2 separate regions of the Mus musculus genome follow, and region 1 is linked to region 2. A link is a contact called in public Hi-C data. All regions are on one chromosome and are shown on one strand. The core of a region is the stretch at or near the end of the contact, and the rest is flanking DNA. Distances in the headings are between cores, read along the strand shown.

Evidence for each region. Hi-C and Micro-C count contacts between places; a contact is called where the count stands out from the background.
Region 1: a contact with region 2 is called in a Hi-C map of retina, with 1.7 times the contacts expected there. The contact joins the promoter of Lyrm9 here to the enhancer-like site in region 2. A contact is called at or near these places in 11 of 39 promoter capture datasets (the 3T3-L1 cell line, the C10 cell line, embryonic stem cells and 7 more), 2 of 15 datasets of contacts at CTCF or cohesin (CD8 T cells and the NIH/3T3 cell line), 29 of 484 Hi-C or Micro-C datasets (the AML12 cell line, the AtT-20 cell line, CD4 T cells and 23 more), 12 of 115 datasets of contacts at active chromatin or transcription factors (acute myeloid leukemia, bone marrow-derived macrophages, craniofacial prominence and 6 more) and 3 of 9 other capture datasets (adipose tissue, liver and pancreatic islet).

The regions. Positions count from the first base shown.
Region 1 is chr11:78,820,857-78,828,404 of GRCm38.p6, forward strand. Lyrm9 (LYR motif containing 9) reads left to right here and starts at 5,739. Exons shown (of 4, transcript NM_001076681.2): 1 at 5,739-5,780. It also overlaps the pseudogene Gm23219.
Region 2 is chr11:78,712,732-78,719,562 of GRCm38.p6, forward strand. No RefSeq gene overlaps it. Among named protein-coding and RNA genes, the nearest start is that of Nlk, 19 kb to the left of the region's middle. Within about 2 kb of position 5,285, at least 6 of the 459 cell types and tissues checked have an H3K27ac peak or open chromatin away from gene starts, as enhancers often do. A contact at or near this core is called in retina, where this site is marked.

The DNA of each region.
Region 1 (7,548 bases), core at 4,489-6,988, 110 kb after region 2:
TCGGCTCTGTTCTCCTGGAGCTGCAGTCGGGAGATGGCTATGACTCCGTACCCTCACACAAACACACATTTGTATATACTTGCATGCACTAAATGTACAGATGTAAATCTGTACATTTATGACTATTTATGACGAGCAGACTTGTCAGTGGCTTGCCCCTAACTCCTGAGCCTTACCTTCTGCCGTACTTGACTGACTTCCCACTGCTCCAAACATCATGGCAGGCTAGCCCTACCAGGGAGTCAGTGCCCTGAGAGCAACATTTAACCAATAACTGAAAGGAATGGCTCTCTAAGTACCCCAGGGCACTAACTACATTGGCTCCCAGAGGGAGTCTTCCAGGGAAGTCTGATGCGGTGCTAGCTTGCTTAGCAGGGTCTGTATAGACTGCCTCTTAGCCCCAACCCCTTACTGGGTGTTTTCTAGATTCCTGTCCAGAGAAACTATGTGCTCTCAAATTCTTGCTTCAGTGTCTTCTGGGGACTTTAAACTGATGCCTGCTATGGAGACAGGGCAGGCTACTTACCGTCTGGTAGCAGGTCGCTTCCCCAGTGTAGGAGTGTGGGTGTCAGGGAGGTGGAGGAGGATATATTTGGGATCTAAAGGAGAATGTCGGAAGGGAACAGGAAGTGAAACTTTGGAATCCAAACCCTACCGGGCTTTGTAGGATGCAGTCAGGAGTTTGACCTCTGTGCTCAGAGAACTCCGAGGAGCCAGTGAGGGGGTCTATTGCAGGACAAAGACAAGATTTGACCTGTCTCAAACAACATGTGAGGGAGGGAGGCTAGGGCAGGAGGAGGTAGGAGAGAACCTACAGAAAAGGGGTGCTCGCCTCTTTGATGACTTGGGGCTTTAATGATGGCTTGCCTGGGAAGGGTATCAGCATGTGCTTGCCGAAATGGACAGTTAACTATTAACCACACACCTGATTGACCAGAACATTGTTTCCTGTCTATACCAAAGAATGGTTTCCCTCACTGGTGTCCACTGCTCCCTTTTCCCTGGGCAGCTTCACTTGTCCAGCCCTTTCTCTTCGTGACAGTATCCATAAGGTTAAGTCCCTCCTCCTCTCCTCTAGTTTCTTCTCATCCCTCCTCCTTCCTGCCACTCTTCTCCGTTTTCTCCAACTAATTCTAGTTAATAATTATCTCCTCCATTTCGGTGGCATTGGATTCTTTTGTTTCCCTCTTTAATGATTCCTTTATTTTATTTTTTATGTGCATTGGTGTTTGCCTGCATGTACGTCTGCGTGAAGGTGTCCGTTCCCCTAGAAGTGGAGTTACAGACAGTTTCGAGTTGCTATGTGGGTGCTAGGAATTGAAACTCGGTCCTTTGGAAGAACAGCTGCTGAGCTATCGCTCTAAGCTTTTGCATTGAATTCTTATCTGTGGCCATTTTCGTCGTCTTCATCATCATCATCATCATCATTTTAGTTTTTTGAGATAGAGTTTCTCTATATAGCTCTGACTATCCTGGAACCCTGTAGACCAAGGGCTCTGCTGCCCTCAAACTCAGACATCTGACTGCCTTTGCCTACTGAGTGCTGAGAATCTGTGACCATCTTAAGATTCTGCATATGGGCTGGAGAGATGGCTCAGTGGGTAAGAGCACCTGACTGCTCTTCCAAAGGTCCTGAGTTCAAATCCCAGCAACCACATGGTGGCTCACAACCATCTGTAATAAGATCTGACTCCCTCTTCTGGTGTGTCTGAAGACAGCTACAGTGTACTTACATATAATACATAAACAAATAAATAAAAAAATAAATAAAGATTCTGCATATGCCACCAGTAGAAACAGACAGTTTGAACCTGGTAAAGTAGAGCTTGCATTAAACAGGATCAAAAGACAAAAAAAAATTAAAAAGAAAGAAAGAAAAGAAACACATTCATAGGCGCACCAACTCCTTTGTAAGATGGGTCCGAATGTGCCTGCGGCAAGCGTTTGCTTTCCTCTCTTTCTCTCCCCCATGTCCCCCCTCCTCTTCTCCCACCTCTTCCTCCTCCTCCTCTTTCTCTTTTTCCTCCTCTGCCCTTCCTCTTCCTCCTCTTCTTCAGTAGTTGTTATAGGTTCATGGTTCATGCTGTGGAGTTCAGGCTTGTCTCAAACGCAGGATTCTGTTCTAGCGCCCCCTAGCTCTGGCATTACACTCATGAATCACCATGCCTGGCTACACTTAACTCTTTTTCATGGGGAAAAAAAAAATCCATTCCAAAGGTAATTTACATAAAAATTGTGGCTATTGGTATAAATGTTATTTACAGTCTTAAGTCACGAGATGTATCCTAAAAACAAACAAACAAACAAAAAAAACAGACGGAAAAGCAGAGACCAAAGCCTAGAGGTGGTACGTACTGATTTCCTGTGTGGCTTCACATGCAGCCACTGTCAATAAATAACTACAGAACACATCAGAAGGGTAGAATGATGTGTGCCGGCCCGGTGGGTTAGCGTCACTGTGCTGCAGAAAGCAACACAAGACCAAAGTCCTGGAACACCAGACTCGATCCTGTAGCTCGCGTGCTGTGACTACTCCTGGTTTGCCTTTCCCCTCATACTCCTTTTTATAAAAACCTCGAGTCCCTGTTCATCCCCTTCTCCCACCCAGCAATTACAGAAGAAAAGACACTAGATGCCTGAGATCTCACATAACCTTTTACACCCGATATTTTCACTGTCTTACTAACAACCCTCTCTAGTAGTCAGCAAGGGCTATGTTTTGCAACACCCCAGGGTGGCAAAGATCTGTATGCGGGATTTTTTTCCCCCCATTTTTGCCTTGGTGATCTCTTTTGGCACATCCACCTGTCACTTTGTGCCCCTCTCCCTGTGTTCTGGCAGAATTTGAGTCATGCAAATTGCAAACTGGTAAATAGCAACTTTGCATATTTTGAATAGGAGGGAACATCAAGGTAGAACGCATCCTGTATGCCCAGAGAAATGGGAGCCGGGGAGGCCTGAGAGCCAGGGCAGGTCCAAGGGCCTAAGTATATTCTTCAAAGTATTTTATCATACTCATTACAGCCATTGTATATTTATGAATTAATTTGAATTATTTACATGGTCAACATTTGAGACAATAACCCGAAATAATCAAAGCATGCAAATGCATCGTTTCTCTTTGAAATGTGGAAATGGGGCTAGGGAGCTGGCTCAGTGGGTGGAACAGGCACTCCCGGTCAAGCCTGCCAGCCTGAGTTCATTTTCCTGGACCTACACACACACACACGCACACACACACACACCACAGCACATACACATAACAATAAGCAAATACATGTAATTTTTAAAATCTGGAGGTTGAGGTAAACTGAAAAGCATCAGAATGTCTTGCCTCTTTCTCTACAGAGCAGTTCCAAAGCTGCCACTACACGTCATTACAGGTCAGGCTTCATGACACGAGTTCAGAACATGGCCATTTGGTTCTGAGGGGGAGCCGATAAATTCCCCAGGGAGGAGGGATCTCCTGCACGGCCAACCCTTGAGTGATAAATTTCTTAAGCAAAAGGTCTTTAAAATTCCACTGACCTGTGCTCGCTTCAGCAGCACATATACTAAGATTATCACAGCCCCTGTGCAAGGATGACACGCAAATTCGTGAAGTGTTCCATATTTAATAAAAAAAAGAAATTCCACTGACCTGTAAATATCATGCAGCCTGACACCAGGGCGCCCAGCTGCCAATCTCAGTGTGGAAGAAAATGACAAGATGAGAATGGGTGGGTTTCCATTAGGTTACAGACTTGGTGCTATTTCAGTGAATGCTTGGACTGGTAAGAATTCTTTAGTTTTACTACTGAAATGAAAAGAAATTTAAAGTTTCTGTCAAGTTAAAAAGAATCACTATTTCCTTATTCTTTTTTTGTTTTTTATTTTCTTCCTTCCTTTCTTCTTTCTTTTGTTTTGTTTTGTTTTATTTGTGTTTTTTTTTTTTTTTTTTTTTTTGCTTTTACAAGACAAAACAGCCCTGTTTCTCTGTGTAACAGCCCTGGGTGTCCTGGAACTCGATTTGTAGAGCAGCCTGGCCTCGAACTCACAGAGCTCCACCTGCCTCTGCCTCTGGAGTGTTTGGATTAAAGGTGTGCACCTCCTTGCCTGGCTTGGATTATTCTTAAATCCAAGTTCTCACTGTGACTCGGTAAAAGAAAGGGAGCTGCTATCCACATCTCTCCCTCAAGCTAAAAAATAAAAAAATTTCTTTTCTGTTCTTTCTCTTTTGTGCTGCCTAGCTGTCGACAAAGAGTTTTCGAGAAAGATAAATGTTGTGTCTCTGTAAAGACAGAAGTAACACAAGAGGCAGGAAGGTGGAGCCTTTCGGAGGTAGAGCTAACAGCTTGCTTCTTGAATATTTTATGACCTAGGTATTAGAATGAGGCTTCTGAAGCAGGAACACGGAGATCTAGGAACAAAAGAGGGGGACTGAGAGAACAGATTGAAATTTCTTAAAAATATGAAAGGATCTTAATGTTGTACGAGAGAGTGGATTGGTGTCCCAGCAGGTTGCTCCTAGTAAGGGCTCTAAAAGCGTAATGATTTATTGATTGGATCTGCACTAATGACATGCCGTGATTATGCATGGGTAAATAAAAAGGCTGATTTATGAGGGTGCATTCGGATCTTTCAGATACAGTTGGTCCAAGTCTACAGTTTGAAAATAAATGAAGGAAATTATCTGGGTATTCCAGGGGAAGAATCCTCCCACACAGATTTGAAGACGGGGTAGAGTGTTAGCTGAAGAGGAGGAAGGGGGTGCTTTGTGTGTGGGGGGGGTGCGGGAGGGAGACGGTGGCATTCTAGAGAGTTGAAGATGAATCAGAGAAAGGAAGTAGTTCTGTTAAGAAATAGCCCCTGCTTCCTAAGAGGAAGAAAAATAGACTTCCGAGTGCTGCTAAACAGCGATGTTTACTTTTAAAAAATGAAGAAAAAAGGCATTATAAGCAATTGTCTTGTTAAAGCAGCTACATGAGGAGCGTGTGTAAGGAAATCGGGCTTTTCATTATAGGTAGATTTTTTTTAAAGCCCCGAAGAGGAAAGATGAAGAGAAGCAATGTTATCCACCGGCGCCCTTGCTGCCTTTCAGACAGCGGCCCAGAGAAGCTAGAAGCCTCATTGAACAGGGCGTTTGTCTCATGAAAAAGACCTGTCTTTATTTCTTTCAGGATATAAAACTTGTGTTTAAATCAATTCAGAGAAGCATTCTGACTTTAAACATGCGCGAGTGGGGAGAACCCGTTTAATGAAACAGCATTATTTCATTTTCAAAAAATGATCCCGGCAGTAGCTGCAAGTTAAGATTCTTCATTCTCTCCCTCGATTATAATTATAGCAGAGTTGAAAGGAAGCGTGCCTATTACTGTCATATGTATTCTTCTGACAGGTGTTGTGGGACTGTAATTTGATCAAGTGACTCGAAATGAAGACTCCCTTCCAAACATAATTCCTGTCATCAACATAACAACAGGAAGGACACGTCCTTCAAGAAGACGTTTCACAGATCTTGAGCACCCCTAATATTCTCCATTCGTGGGAATATGAAGAAGAGCTTGCCATCAGAGTTTGTATCCAAGGTTGTAAGGGAGACAAGGAAAAGCGGGCCGTGGTTCCAGCCAACTGGGCGGGGTCGGATCAGGAAGCCCGCACCCAGTAGGACCCCGAGTCCCGCGGATGGCCGGCAGAGGGCGCTAGGGTACCAGGCGGGGGCGGGGCTGCGCTTGCTTCTGCCGCGCAGGCGCAATCGTGTCGCTCGCGGTGTCTCCAGTTGGCGTCCGCCGGGAAGGCGGGTGAGCCGCGCTGCGCGGGCCCTTGGGCGGGGACTCGGGGGGCGGCAGGGGCGGGCTGGGGATTACCGAGGCTGCCTGCAGGGCCGGGATATGTGGAAGCCCTGGGGGCGATCTGCGGGCTCTCCAGGCTTTCCCCTAGTGCCAGCGACACCTGTCGCAGCCATAGTTGCCGCGCCGCGGAGGAGCGTGGGAGGCCGGGATGCGGTGTCGGAGGACACGGGGAGCCAGGTCTCTGCCATGTGCTGCTGGCATCTGCACTCGGCTGGAGCAGCCTCCGTTCTATGGTTTTCAAAGAGGAGACGTGCTACTCTCACTCGGTCTGCAGGAACACCCTGTTACCAGGAGTATCTGGAATAATTTTGGTCTTTGCAATATGTAACCCTATCTGGCCTTGAACTCGTAATCCCCCTGCCCCAACTTCCCAGTAGTACTGTGATTCCCGGCCAGTGCTAAAGTGCACACGTTTAATAACATTTAGAATGTGCGCAGATGTGCATCTATGGCCACTGTTGATTTTAGAACATTTACCTTGAAAGAAAACCATCTACATTTGCTGGCAAAACCCCTCTCCAGTCTCGTCCTTTCTCTTTGCGCTAGGCAACCACTTAGCTGATTTCCATAGATTTTGTTAGTTCTGAACATTTCACAGAAATGGAATCAATCATATGCAGCCCCGGTTATTGGTTTCCTGCGTCTTTTATGCCTCATTCAAAGCACGCACGTGGTAGCATATGTAAGTGCTTCATTCGCTTTATTACAGAATAATTTTCCAATGTTTGCCTGGATCAGATTTTATCTCCCCATGTGCCCAGTGATGGCCCTTGGGACTCATTTGAAGTCCTTACTCTTACATACCTGTCTTCTGGGTATAAGGTGGGGGTGGGGGTGGGGGTGGGCCAAAGAAAGGGAAGGATAAAGTGTATATCCTTGGGTGGCACGTGGGATTTGGCCAGGAAGAAAGAGACTGATTAGCTTAGCTGCTAACTAGGAGCTAGGAACAGCTCCGTGGTAAAAAGGTTGCCAGGCATCGTCAAGCCCCAGGATTCATTTCCAGCATCCCCACCTCCCACAGGGATGGACCAAAAACTGGTTCTGAAGGGTGTGCCGGTGGGAATGTAGGGAGGCTGGCCTGACCTTGGCTGTGTGGGAGAGGGACGAGGGGAGGCAGGATTGCTGGAAGAACATAAATATGCCAGATGGAGCCCTAGGGTGGGCGGGGGCAGGGAGCTAACCATTCCTATTTTCAACTTTCTCCATCATGAAGATTAATTGCGTATTTAAAAAAAATGGCTGGTGCAGGCTTAATTTAGCTTTTATCAGTACTCAATTGGGCATAATTTCGGGTTATTTTCTGCAGTTCCATTATCTTTTTAAATGTATGACTCTTTTTCCAATTATTTTTAGGTGACCCGTGTTAGGACACAGGTTAGTGATAACGACAGTGAGCTTACCTGTGATTGGGTCTTTTCTTCTTAGCACCTGTGCCAGCATTGTCACCTGGCACCCAGGAAGTTCCCTTTATGCCCCCCGCCCCCACCAATAGGTCATGTTCTTTAAGCTTTATAAACTGGTTTTGTTTCAGTTTTTTTTTTAAAGATTTATTTATTATGTGTAAGTACACTGTAGTTGTCTTCAGACACACCAGAAGAGGGCATCCAGTCTTGGGACAGATGGTTGTGAGCCACCATGTGGTTGCTGGGATTTGAACTCAGGACCTCTGGAAGATCAGTCAGCGCTCTTAACTGCTGAGCCATCTCTCCAGCCCCTT
Region 2 (6,831 bases), core at 4,035-6,534:
ATTTGCCTTTCTAAACCCAAGTGACCTCGCTCAGAATAATTTTTCCAGTTTCCTTCATTCACTTGCAAATTTCACAATTTCCTTTTTCTACACAAGTGAACAGAAGTGCACCATGTGTAAATGTGTCACATTTTCATGATCTATTTGATCAGCTGATCGACAGCTAGAAAGATTCCATTTCCCAGCTACTGTGATTAGATCAAGGGTAAGCTAGAGTCTCTGCTGTAAGATGCGGGTGCTTTGGGTGTCTGCATGGGACTAGCACAGCGGAGTCATACGTAGAGTGGCCCTAGCCTCCATGTTGATGCTATTTTGCTTTGTTGATTGGTGGTGGTGGTGAGTTTTGTTGTTGCTTTTCTTAGACACGGTCTCACTAAGAAGCCCTGGCTGGCCTAGAACTCACTACATAGACCAGGCTAACTTCAAACTCATAGAAATCCACTTTACCTCTACCTTCCAAGTGCTGGGATTAAAGGTATGTGCCACAACGCCTGCCCTATCTCTAGTATTTTAAAGAACTTCCCCACTGGCTTCCATGATGTCCCCACCAGTTTATGCTCCCACCAACAGTAACTAAAATTCCCTCTTTCCCCACATCCTTGCCAGCATTTGTTGTCTTTTGATTTTTTTTTTTTTTTGTGATGATAGTCATCTTCTGGGGTAAAATAAAATCTTGAAATTGTTATAATTTGCATTTCTAATGACTAATGACATGAAGTGCTTTAAATAATTGTTTATTATTCTTTTGTATACTTCTTTTGAGAACTCTCTGTTCAGATTTATAGTCTAGTATTTGCTTTGGTTGGTTGCTTTACTTAATATTTATACCAATAAAAACACAGGAGGTAGGAACTGAGGTAAAAACCTGCTAGCTAAGTATATACAAAATATCTATTCACAAGCCTGATTCTATAACTAAACCGCTAGCTCTTTAGAAATCTCTACCTGCGTCATACTACTGAGCTAGTCTACCTTTCTCTTGAGCTCCTCCAAACTCAAGAGGGCTCCTTGGCTCTCTCTTTCCTAGAATACTGTTTTACCTGTGTCCTGCTGGATGCTTCCTGTGGTTCCAGGAAGCCCGAAGAGAAAAGCCCTGCCTCTTACCCAGCGTCTTCCCTGAAGACTTTTCCAAGCCAAGAGAGCCAAAGGAGCAGGAGCTATCAAAGGTCCACATGCTATAAAAACTCTCTAGCTCCTGAACCAAGTCACTGTCAAGGTGGAGGGAGCTCCAAGCCAACAGTGGCAGAACCCTTTCCTCTTTACCATGCGGCAGTTCAAGATTCCCCCCCCCCCCCCAATGACCCATGACCCCTGAGGGTCCTAGAGCAAAGACCACAAGACCTCTCCCAAGCAACTTGCCCTAAAATGGGCAGAAACTTTCCATTCTTTTGCTTTCTTATCTATGGAGGCTTTTAGAGGCACACCCAAATGGCTTCTCTGCAGGACACACCTAACTGCATCCAACAAACTCAATATCTATCTAAGCTTTTATATTTTGCTAACAATTAGGTTCTCTGTGTACAATAATCAAATATCCTGTAACAGCTTCGAGCATAATTCTTTTTGCTCAGGATTGCATTGGTTCCCAGGGCTTTTCACAAAAAGTGGTTACATATGACTTTTAAGGTTTTGTTCTAACTCTGTGAAGAATGGCAAAGGGATTTTGATTGGGATTGTATTGAGTTTATTTTTTTTAATTTTTTTAATATTTCTTTATTATTATATCTAAGTACATTGTAGCTGTCTTCAGACACCTAGAAGAGGGCATCAGATCTCATTATGGATGGTTGTGAGCCACCATGTGGTTGCTGGGATTTGAACTCAGGACCTTCGGAAGAGCAGTCAGTGCTCTTAACCGCTGAGCCATCTCTCCAGCCCTGTATTGAGTTTATAAACACCTTTGGTAGGATGGCCATTTTCACAATACTTCTTCTAATCCATGGTCGTGGGAAACCTTTCCCTCTTCTAAAGTCCCCTCGATTTCTTTCCTCAGAGTTGTCTGTAGTTTAGTTGTCCTATGATTTCACCACATTGGTTAGGTTTAGGAATAACCTAACCAATGGACTTAGTGGCACACACCTCATGATACAGGAAAATGGCAAGATTCATGATACAGGAAAAATTATGAATTTGAGACCAGCCTGGTCTTTATCAAATAAATATGCTAGTCAAATCCTCTATCATTGAATTATATCACTAGATTCCCTTACTTACCATAAGACAAAAACCACTTCATTTCCTTATCTATGTCTTGTGCTTTTTAGCATATGGGTGTTGAACATACTATATTACATTTATAAAGTATTTAAAATTTTTCAATATCATTGCAAGTGGAATGGTCTTCCGACCTTATTTTCCAGTGATTCATCACTGCTATATAGAAACATTTATATTCTATACTAACTTTGTATTTTTTAGTCTTTCTAAATTTACATATTCTAGTCATTTTTTATAGAGTTCTTGGGGATTTTCTAAGTTTATCAATGTGTAGCTAAAACCCATTTTACTTTCTCCTTCATAAAACACGGGATATTTATTTATTATTCTCACTTTTAATACATTTAATTCATTGCCTGGGACCATCAGTGAATTGGACAAAAGAGATGAGAGTCTTCTACTATTTAATCTTCTGCATTTATGATGCCATTGGTAATCCCTCCCCCCGCCCTGGCAATGGGGTCTCATGTGCCCAGGCTGGCTTTGAACTCAACAAGGGGCTGAGGCTGCCCTTGAACTTTTGACCCTCCTATTTCAGTCTTCTAAGTGGTAGGATGACAGGCATGTGCTGCCACACCCAGCTCAATGTAGGTTTTAAATTTACAGTGATGATCTTTATTTATCAAGTTCAAAAGTTCCCCTCTGGTTTTATCCTATGAGTATTTTTAGTTCCAATTGTCTGTATTCCCCACGCTGAAAGATGCTGCGGCTGTACATCTTAGTTCTCTTCTTTCCTCTGTCACATTATGTAGCGAGCATTGTGTCAAACAGTTTTCAGCTCTACCAACCTCCAGTTCGGTGACCTTGTTCAAGCTCTGTATCTCCCTCCCTTAAGTTGCTTGTCAGAAGGTCAACTGTTTCTTTGGTTTTTTTGTTTTTTGTTTTTGTTTTTGTTTTGTTTTTTTGGTTTTTCGCGACAGGGTTTCTCTGTATAGCCCTGGCTGTCCTGGAACTCACTTTGTAGACCAGGCTGGCCTCTGCCTCTCAAGTGCTGGGATTAAAGGCATGCGCCACCATGCCCGGCTAAGGTCAACTGTTTTATTGTTCAGGATATTCACTTGCTTGCTTGTGTCTCAAACATGATAAGAGGCTCAAAAAATACTGCTACTTTATAGTGACATTCATACCTGCCTTACAGTTCACAATTGGGAAGTTTCTTTAAAAAGGGTTTTGGGTCATATACAAAAAATGAGAATCTCATCTATGGATGTCTGAGTCTGCCTGGGTTTCAGTAACAACACAGCATCCAATCAGATGCTTGCCTCTGCTGACTGTAAACTTCATAATTATTCATAAGGCCAAGGACTTATTGGGATTAGTGTTTTGTCCCAACCATTACAACAATAGAAGTCCTGCTCCAAAGATACCTAATGACATCACATTCACAGTTTTCAATTGTATATCCAGGAAGAATGATTCACAAGTCTTGGCACTTGCTGATGTAGCGAAGATTCTCTACTGTTAGTCTATCTGCCTGTCTTCTACGACTAGATTTTCCAGATCCTAACACAGCCAGAGTCAAGGGTAGCAGCTGAGGATATCATGTAAAAATGATGTTCTAACTCCCAGAGCAGTGATTCCAAATGCCAGCCCCAGAGCAAATGCCTGATAGAGTATCACACTCAGATTTCTATAGAACAAGAAATATCAAAATGATATGTAATTTCATAAAGCTAGATCAAGCTAAATGTAAAAGTTTTGTCTTTTCCTCTGTGATTGTATTTGTTCTATCTTTGGGGTGTAAAATGTTCCTACATTCTGTATTATGCATGTATGTATTATTTGCATGTATATGTGTTTATGCACATGTGTGTGCTTATGTATATGGAGACCAGAGGTTGACCTTGGTCTTCTTCTGTCTCTATCTACCTTACTTTTTTTTTTTTTTTTTTTTTTTTTTTTGGTTTTTTGCGACAGGGTTTCTCTGTATATCCCTGGCTGTCCTGGAACTCACTTTGTAGACCAGGCTGGCCTCAAACTCAGAAATCTGCCTGCCTCTGCCTCCCGAGTGCTGGGATTAAAGGCGTGTGCCACCACGCCAGGCTCTACCTTACATTTTGATGCAAGTTCTTTTTACTGAACCTGGAATTCACTGATTGGTTACAGGCTCCATGGATCTTCCTGCTTCTCTCCCCCTTCCCAATCTGAAGTTTCAGATGCACTCTACTTCATTGGCTCTTATTTTTTTTAAAGATTTATTTATTCATTTAATGCATATGAGTACACTCTAGCTGTCTTCAGACACACAGCAGAAGAGGGCATTGGACCCCATTACAGATGGTTGTGAGCCACCATGTGGGTGCTGGGAATTGAACTCAGGACCTCTGGAAGAGCAGTCAGTGCTCTTAACCTCTGAGCCATCTCTCCAGCCCCTCATTGGCTCTTAGATGGATATGGGGCATCTGAACCCAGGACCTCATGCTTACATAGCAAACATCTTACCTACTGAGCCATTACCATAGCCCTTCTATGTTGTCTTATGAGTGATTATTTTCTACCCTTACTTAATATAATAAGTTAGCAAACTTATCTCTTTTTTTCCCTAAGTAGGGGTTCTCTGTGTAGCCCTGGCTGTCCTCGAAACTGCTTTGTAGACCAGGCTGGCCTCAAACTCAGAGATCTGCTGCCTCTGCCTCCAGAGTGCTGGGATTAAAGGCAAGCACTGTCAAGTCTGGCTAGCAAGTTTACCTAATCCACCACATGCTATACATGTTTAGAAGGTTATTGGCTTGAGAATCAGCCAGAGGATCTCAGGATGTCTAGATTTGTGCCATGGTAACAGATCATTTAGGGCAACTAAAAACCTGCTTGAAGTCCCTTCTGAATTCCAGCCTTTATCCCACAACCAAGGCGTGTTGGCAGATGCTTAGTAACCTGGCTGAGACTTTAACCTTTAACTCCATTTCCCCAGCTAATCAGAAAGACTCCCCAGGCCTGGCCTCTCTGAAATGCTTGCAGATAGAATGCTAAGGGATAGGAGGGTGCTCAGTAAACTAGGGCATTCCTCACAGATTTAAGAGACTCTTGTACTTCATTGACGACTGAAAAGGCAATCTTTCCAGACACATGACGTTGCTCCAGGCAATCCCTCCACTGAGACGGAGATGATGGGAATGTACAGGGCCTGTAGGCTAAACCCTGTCAGAGCGCGTTATCACCAAATAAATCTGGACTATTCCATTTTAAATGTCGTGTTCCCAAACCTAATGACTAGGGAGAGAGGCTTAGTTCTGGTGAGATGAAGGATATAATGTGGGGGGTCAAAGGTTCACAAAAGGACAGCCAAGAGCTATGTTGTGCTTCCAGATTCTGGTCAAATGTCTCTGACACTATTTGGGTTGTGGGATATGAGGGCAGAAATTCAGAAGCTTGCTTGTAATGAAGACCTACCCCAGCCACAGCAAAATTTTCAACCAATAATAAATAACGTTCTTCACTCAGAGGCTCCTGTTGGATAGTATTCAGATCACAGTCAGACCCCCCCCTTTTTTTTTTCTAAACAGGATCTCATGTAGGCCAGATTAGCCTTGAACTTGCTTGGTTACCAAGGCTGGCCTTCACTTTCTGACTTTCCTGACTCTTGAATGTTGCAATTATAGGCATATGACGACACTCCTGACATAGATGGAGGAGGTTTTTAAAACAACACACACACACTTTTGTATCTTTATTGTTTTACTGTGTGTGTATGTGTGTCTTTATTGTTTTATTATTTATTGAGGCCCAGGCTAGCCTCAAATACACTATGTATATGAAGCTAGCTTTGAACTCTTGATCCTTCTTTATTTTCCAGGTAGTTTGACTATAGGAGTGGGCCACCCTACCAGCTGAACTCTAACTCTCTGTCTGTCTGTCTGTCTGTCTGTCTTTCTCTGACCTGTAACTCACTACTCTTTAGACCAGGTAACTCACTCTGTAGACCAGGCTAGCCTCAAACTCAGAGATCTGCCTGCTGCTTCCTCCCAAGTGCTGGGATTAAAGGTGGGTGCCATCACCACCTGGCTGAAGTTTCTTTTTTTCTTTTTTGCCTTTCTTTAGTAGCAGAGTTAACATGCATTGAGTGCTACACAGAGAGACAATTTTAGGTGTTTCACTATATTACTTCACTAAATCCTCCTTGCCTACTGTCCTTATCTTCATTTTAAGATTGGAGTTGTTTTGCTTTTCTTGTTTGTAGTTGTTTTGGGTTTGTTTGTTTGGCATGTTTGAGACAGAATCTCAAGTAGCCCAGGCTAACCTTAAGCTTGCTAAGTAGATAAGATGACCTTGAACACCTGATCCTCTGGTCTCTATTTCTCTAGTGCTAGGATCATAACAGGCACCAACACATCCAGTTTTATGTACACTGCATACTGTACAACACACCCAGTTTACTGAACATTGAATCTAGGGTCTCATGAGTGCTAGGTAAGCAAACTGCCCACTGAGCTACAGCCCCAGCTCATGTAACTGTTCTTATCAACTACTCTATTCCAGGTACTGGAACAGTGTATAACGATTAATAAAAACAATTCTGTTTCCTCAAAAATAGGCATCCAGACAAGAGGATGTAGCTCAGCGGGAAGAGCACGTGCTCTTCATACAAAGGGTTTCAGCCCCAGCACCCAAACAATG